2 separate regions of the Pan troglodytes genome follow, and region 1 is linked to region 2. Evidence: chromatin contacts called from public Hi-C data. All regions are on one chromosome and are shown on one strand. The core of a region is the stretch at or near the end of the contact, and the rest is flanking DNA. Distances in the headings are between cores, read along the strand shown.

Region 1 (3,386 bases), core at 653-3,152, 130 kb after region 2:
ACAGGCCAACAGCTAATAAAAAATTGGTAGATGGAAGCTGGCCCTCTGCTGGTGGAATAGTCTTACTGCATCTCAGAAAGCAGAAAGCTCAAGTTTTGAAGTTTCTGGTTTAATTTTGGGGGACAGGAAGAGGACAGAGGATTTTGGAAAATTCAGGACTGAGATCCTATTCAGTGCTAGACCTCTTTGCCCCCAGTGGCACATTAGATGGTAAAGAGGTGTGTGGCAGCATCAACATCCCTGAACACTGGTAATATTTACTGACATTTTCTTGGTTAACATGTATTATAACCCGTGTGCTGCTTATATCTTTAAGCCAACTAGTTCACTGCAAATGCGTATTGGGAAATGTTCCCTGATTCCTCATGGGACCTTCTTGGAAGCAATGAAGTAGGGATATTACATTCTAGTCTGGGGCAGGCTGAGTGGTACCCACATGGCCAGGAGGACTTTTCCTTCACATCTCCAGGAAGGGCCTCTCTATTCTCCTTTTTTCTCCATTTGCTTTGGGCTTCTGAGAAACAGCACACAGGATTCTGGGACCTGTTCTCTAACTAAAAAGAAGATCCAGCTAAGTATCACCCAAAGTGGCAGAATCCAATCTTCACCCTTGGGCTTAGAAAAAGAATTCTGGTGTCCCAGAGACAGGTCTTTCCTCCTCCAGGGAGAGGCTTGTCCAGATGCAGGAAAGGTTCCACCAGAAAAGCCAAGGGAGGAACAGGAAGAACCCCCACCGTCACACTCTCCTAGGGGAAGCCAGGCATTTTGGCTGCAGAATCTGGGTCAGGATGTTTTATTTTCACCATAACCATCAAAGTCGTAGGCAGGGCAAATGCATTCGCCCTGTGTACATTGTGAGACATAGTTAAGCTGGGACGTCCCTGAATCTGTCTCCTAGGACCAGAACTGCCTCATTAAAGGGATAAAAGATGATATCTGCTGAGCTGGTGGAAAGTGGTAGCTGCATTTTTATTAAAGTATCTGCTGCAGCAAGCCCAGTCCCCAAAGGTTCATCTTCCAAGATTCTCCACCTCTCTGCCTGGAGCATGCAAGTGATTCTCTGTAACTCATTAAGGTAAAACAAAAAGCTCTCCTATTGTGCTTTTCACACAGGAGTGATGTTGTTGCATAAAAGCTACATGTTTCCTTTCCTTGGACCCAGTCTGCAAAAATAAAACTGCTATCATAATTTACAATAGGGACCCTAGGAGCACTACACCAGGTTTGGCACGAGTGCTGGGTCTTGAGGAGACTCATAACAGGCCGTGGCCTGACACTGGTAATTCCACAGCCTTATATGTGAGGTGCATCTCTGATAAGGGCTAGCCTGGTGGTCCTGAGGACGATCCTGCCTCATCATGTACCTTCTGGCCTGTGACAGCCATCCAAGGGGCTCAGGCTAGCCCCCCAGTATTTCAAACCCATGCACTCATGTTCTCATCATGGTGCCCAAGCAGGAGAGAATCTAGCCTGTCATGGCTTCAAAGAACCATGGAGTCCCACACGTGGACTTCAAGGTTCACGCATAAGGTCCTCGACCAGCATAGCCGGAGCACAGGACAAACCTGTCCAGGGGCACGGCAGTCGGCACGGCAGCACGCAAGCGGGCGCCCCTCGGGCCTGCACAAGGCCCTCTCGCGCTCCGGTCCCCCATGGAGCCTTCTGCCCCCTCTTCCCACCTCTCCCCAGCGACCACAGCCCAGGGGCTCGGCCCCCGCGGAAGGACAGCTCCCTACCTGAGGGTGGCGCTCTCCCCCTGCCGGACCGTCACGTTGTCCATAGCTTTGGGGAAGGTGGCATCTCCGCTGCGCACGGGCACTCCTGTGGGTACAAGGAACAGCAGCCTGAGAGACACGACCACGAGGCACTTCCAGGGCAGGAACAGGTACCCACAGACCCCCATTCTCGACAGCCACAACTTCCCAGAACTCCGGCAGCCGCACGGTCCTGGTCCCCCGCCCCGCGCACCAGCCGGCTCGGGAAGCGGTGCGGGGAGGAGGGAAGGGGCAGAGCTCGCCAGGAGCAGGGGGAAGGAGAAGAGAGGAGTCCAGGCTCTCCGGAGTCTAAGAATTCTTCCTCAGATCCTGCCTCAGCTTTCCAGCCTAGCAGAACCAGATGCCCCCTCCTGCATCCAAAAAGAGCTTTCTTGACGCTCCCCTGGGGAGGAGGGAGGCAGCCAGGAGGGGAGAGGAAGAAGCAAGGTGCGGGGATGAAGGTCACGGATTGCGCTTTCTCTGCCTCTCTCTTCGAGACGCTACTTTAAGATTCAGTTGGGCACGTTCCGCAGAGCTCTGGCATCAAAAGTTTATAACCCAAAGAAGAAGGCAAGTGTCTCTGACATACAGGAGCTGTCATAAAAAGCTGCGGCTTCAAGGAGAGGAGGAAATGTTTTATTAGATCACACACATGGACAGATGTACGTGTCCCCCAGCCCCACGTCTCGCATCTGGAACCCCAAGGCGGCAAAAAGTTCCAAGGCGGGGACGCGCAGCCGGCGCAGCCAGGGTCGTCCGGTCGGTGGCCGTCCTCTGCAGCCCGGTCGGCGACTCGCGGCCAGCCGGGGGAGCGCCGCCCGGCGCAGGCTCCGGGCGCACGGGGAGCTGGGCGGACGGCGGCCCCCGCCTCCTCCGGGGACGCGGCACGAGACGCGGGGACGCGCGGACGCCACGCTCAGCGGCCGTCCCCGGCCTCCGCGCCGCCTTCCTCCCGGGAGCAGCCCTGACGCGCGCGGGCCCGGACGGCCGGGGTTGTCATGGCAGCAGCTCCATCCCTGACCGCCGCTTTCTCCCGGTGCCGCCTCGGAGCGAGCGGGCTGGCGGGCGGCGCGGACTGCGCGCTCATCCCGACGGGCAGGCGCGGGGCGCGGGGCGCGGGCGCCCACCTTAACCTCCGCCGCGCCCACCGGGCTGGGGATGCCTGCGGGGATGAGCCCGCACCGCGCCCACTTCGTTCCGTCCCGACACCGGCGCCAGCGGAGAGAACGCGGCGCCCCTCGCAGTGGCTTCCCCTACAGAGGGGCGGGGTGGGGGGAGCGGGGAGGGAGAGGGGAGGGCGGGAGAGGGAGTTCTGGGGAAAGCAGCAAATTGAAAACTGACACTGGCACCTTCCCTCGCCGATGCCAGCGCAGAAGTTGCCAAACCCCGCCCTGGAGAGCTGAACTACCCTGCCCACGCCAGATGGGGCACCGGTGTGCGTGTCCATCGCGCTGCGAACGGCTCCCCGCCCAGCCAAGTCCAGTCCTGACGGCGCGCTGTCCTGGGCCCGCGCAGAGGTGGAATGGACCCACCTCCAAGGACCCACCTCGGAAACGCCCGTGCCCCTCCACTGGACGCCTGTCCCCAAAGTGGCAAATCTCAATTTCTCCTTAAAACACAGCGTGCAACATT
Region 2 (3,451 bases), core at 869-3,368:
GCGTTGACACTCGGAAAATTAACGTTACAGAATCAAGAGGGAGAAAGTTTTAAAGTCAGGCACTGCTAAGAGGATATGAACTGAAAGCTGAGGCAAGACTATTAGAGACAGCAATTAGGAGGTTATTGGAAATGTTTTAAAGTATAGTTTCAATAGCATGATGAAGCAGAAAACCAGATGGCCTGCTCCCTTCTTTTATCTGTCTGTTAAAAGTGGATCCAACATTGAGAACTCAGCAAATATTCTACTTCCAGCTACATTTAATTGCCTGCTCTTTGGAACTACAATGATCTTGATTATCTTATCACTAATTCATCTCCTACTCTGTTATTACATAGATTGTGGTATTAGTTATCATTTTGTGTATATCTTCCTCACCAACTTAAATTCTCCTTGAGGGCAGGAGCCTGCTTTTACTAATACTTTTCTGTATCTCCCTAGCACTTAATACAGTGATTTCCACATAATATGTCCTCAAAAAATATTCATTGAAAGCAAGATGAATTAGATCTATACAGAGGTCCTATAACTTGAGGTTTGTACAGCTATGATTTACTAAATGAGACCTCCCTGAAAACACTGAGCATTTCTATAAAACTTAAAAACTTTCAAGTTAATTTAAAATAAAACTCAATAAAAATCAATAAAATATTCCGTTTTGATTCAAATAGGTTCTCTTTTTTAATAATTTCATTGCTTTTGAATTTAATTTCTGTGAACTCAGTACACAGTTTTTTTTAGATAACTTTATATTTTGATGATATCTTCAGGATATTTTCGTTCAGACTTTTTACAGCTCAAAGATCATGTCCATCTGCATATCTCTTTTAAAGAACTCATATATGGAAACAGTGTCTCAATTATAACTAGGCAGCATTACTGAAGTCAGTCTTTACAGTGATAATTAGAAGTCTCAACATATTTTTCCGTCAAAAGAGTTTATTAAGAGGGTTGTTTAATTTTCAAAGTGAGTTCACAAAAGTTCCTTTAATTCTGCAGAAGTACCAGCACAATGGTAGAACCTGAGCACCACAGCAGTCATTTTACTGCATGATGGACACTACCAATGCAAGAGAAGCAGCCCCCATCATCAGCACCATGGTGCCACAGCCTGCAGCAGCAACCTTCTCCACTCTTCTGTATCCCCATCTTAAATCTCACTCTTAGCTGACTTCTATCTTAATTGGAGAGAACCTCTTTAAAGATGCAGCACTGTGCATCCCCAGCATCAAGTCCAAACCCCTTATTATAGATATCCTTTATCCACTGTTTTTTGTCCAGCTTTATCCCTCATCATTGCCTCTGTAAGCTCTTCCTTCTGCCAAACTTGAACTACTTTAACCTGTGAAACCCCTACCTTAATTCTCATCTCAGCTGCTTCCCCCGGTGTATTACTCTCCCCCATCCTACCTTCCCTGGGATAATTACTGTTTGCCCTCAGCCTCAGCTTAAATGGAATCTCATTTTGGAAGCCAGCATTCCTCACCCTTGTCTGAGATAGGTGTGCATTTTACATGCACTAATAACACCTTTTCAAATAACGTGTCCATCGCTTTCACAATCACCTCTTCAGTGGTTGCCTCAAAGTTATCCTTTTCACACTGAAATCCCAATGTCTAGAACAGTTCTGATCACGAAGTATGTGTTTAGTAAATAACTAATGAATGATGGATGAATGACAGCAGTCACTTCCAATTTCACAGGTTTCTTTGCTCATTCATTCATTCAAAATAGTGTTGAATTCTACTATGTAGCAAGTGATATGTACGAGGAACTGGAGAGTGATGAGTTGAACTCATTGTCTGCTGTTTCAGTCAAGGTTCTTCAGAGATACAGAACTAATAGGAGATTATAGATAGAGATGTATTTATTATGAGAAATTGGCTCATACGGTTATGGAGGCTGAGAAACTTCATAATCTGCCAAGTACAAGCTGGAGCCCCAGGAAAACCAGTGGTATAATTCAGTCCAGTGCAAAGGCCTGAGAATTAGGGGAGCCAATGATGTAAATCCCAGCCCAAGGGCAGAAGCTGTTGAAATGATGTCCCAGTTCAGGCAGTGAGGCAGAAATGAAAAAACGAGGAGGGGCAAATTCCTTCTTCCTCTGCCTTTTGTTCTATCCAGGCCCTCAATAGACTGGATTGTGACTACTCATATTAAAAAGGGCATTCTAGTTTAATGAGTCCACAGTCCACCAATTCAAATGCTAATCTCATCCTGAGACACTTTCACAGACCCACTCAAAAATAATGTTTAATCTGAGCACTCCATGACCCAGTCACGTTGACATGTAAAAAATTAACCATCACACATAGCCTCATGGAGTTTATTGTAATGGGAATTTGCTATGGGGGGCTGTGGAGGAATTAGGATTTCAGACTTCAGGCTCCAATGAAACAGAAGATTCTTGTGGAAGAGCTCACAAGAGGCAAGTGTTCTCATTAGTGTGGATGAAGTGGGTCCTAAATACACTTCCTACAATAGCACACAGTCATTCATAAGTGTTCTGATCTCAGTGGAATATGACTCCTTTAGAAAAAAAAACAAGTTACAGTAAATCACTGTGAGGTCTTTATTGTGAACTTAAAAGCCATCTTTCCCCAAAGAGCTTAGTTTCATTTCTTACCTGATTTTCGTGACCCCCATAAAACCCTTAGCTGTAAAGTTGAAGCCTTTGCCCCATATGGACTATTTTAATAGTTTCTTAACTCATCTTTTTGCGTCCAAATTCACCAGATTAAATCCATTTCTCATTCTTCCATGAGTCACCTTTCTAAAATGTCTATCGGATTATGCCTTTCCCTTTTTGATGACCTACCTGGACTTTTAAGTCTTGCTATGACAATAGAAGTCTCCTCTGCATCTTGACCTGTCAGCCCGCTGAATATTTGCAGAATTCTCTACTGTAATTCAGATGGCAGGGACCTCCTGTGAAGTACGTGAGGATGGGAAGGGGCTACACAAACATGTAATACATCAGACAAAAATAATAGATTAAAGATGTGTGGAGATGTTTCAATGGGTGCCCTTCGCTCTTGGCGTTAAGTTTGAAGTCTTTAGCAAAGGAATTTAAGGTCTGTTTGGCCCTGACTCTTCCTGTCTACTTTATTTTCCCCCAAAATACTTTATGCCCTTTCCTGTTAGGTTTGTGTGAGTTGAGAAGTGACAGTGACAGTTAAGAAGAGTGAATACAGAGTCCTCTTTCCAGTAGGTTAGGTGTGAGGAGAATGAGGGAGATTATTGTGACCCCCCATAGGAGGGTCCCCAAAGGAGGACATGGGGTTGAGATGGTTTTAAAATTCTTATTCATTGATTTATTTTCTTCAAAAACTCATGTTTACATGTTGTGACAAAATTTATTAAAGCCAGTCAAGGTTGAAGATCTAGAAGAAGAAAGAGATACTGGATGGCATGAAATCCTGAAGAAGAATGCAACAGACACAGATAGAGA

What was found. A called contact is a pair of places that touch in the nucleus more often than the background predicts.
Region 1: a Hi-C map of stem cell-derived neural progenitor cells shows a contact between it and region 2, with 2.3 times the contacts expected there. The contact joins the promoter of OPCML here to the enhancer-like site in region 2. A contact is called at or near these places in 2 of 7 Hi-C or Micro-C datasets (induced pluripotent stem cells and stem cell-derived neural progenitor cells).

Annotation. Positions count from the first base shown.
Region 1 is chr9:134,875,689-134,879,074 of NHGRI_mPanTro3-v2.0_pri, forward strand. It overlaps OPCML (opioid binding protein/cell adhesion molecule like), which reads right to left and starts at 1,903. Exons shown (of 7, transcript NM_001012436.1): 1 at 1,737-1,903. The coding sequence starts at 1,903.
Region 2 is chr9:134,746,858-134,750,308 of NHGRI_mPanTro3-v2.0_pri, forward strand. All of the region lies in intron 1 of OPCML (opioid binding protein/cell adhesion molecule like), which reads right to left. Among named protein-coding and RNA genes, the nearest start is that of OPCML, 130 kb to the right of the region's middle. Within about 2 kb of position 2,119, at least 2 of the 24 cell types and tissues checked have an H3K27ac peak or open chromatin away from gene starts, as enhancers often do. A contact at or near this core is called in stem cell-derived neural progenitor cells, where this site is marked.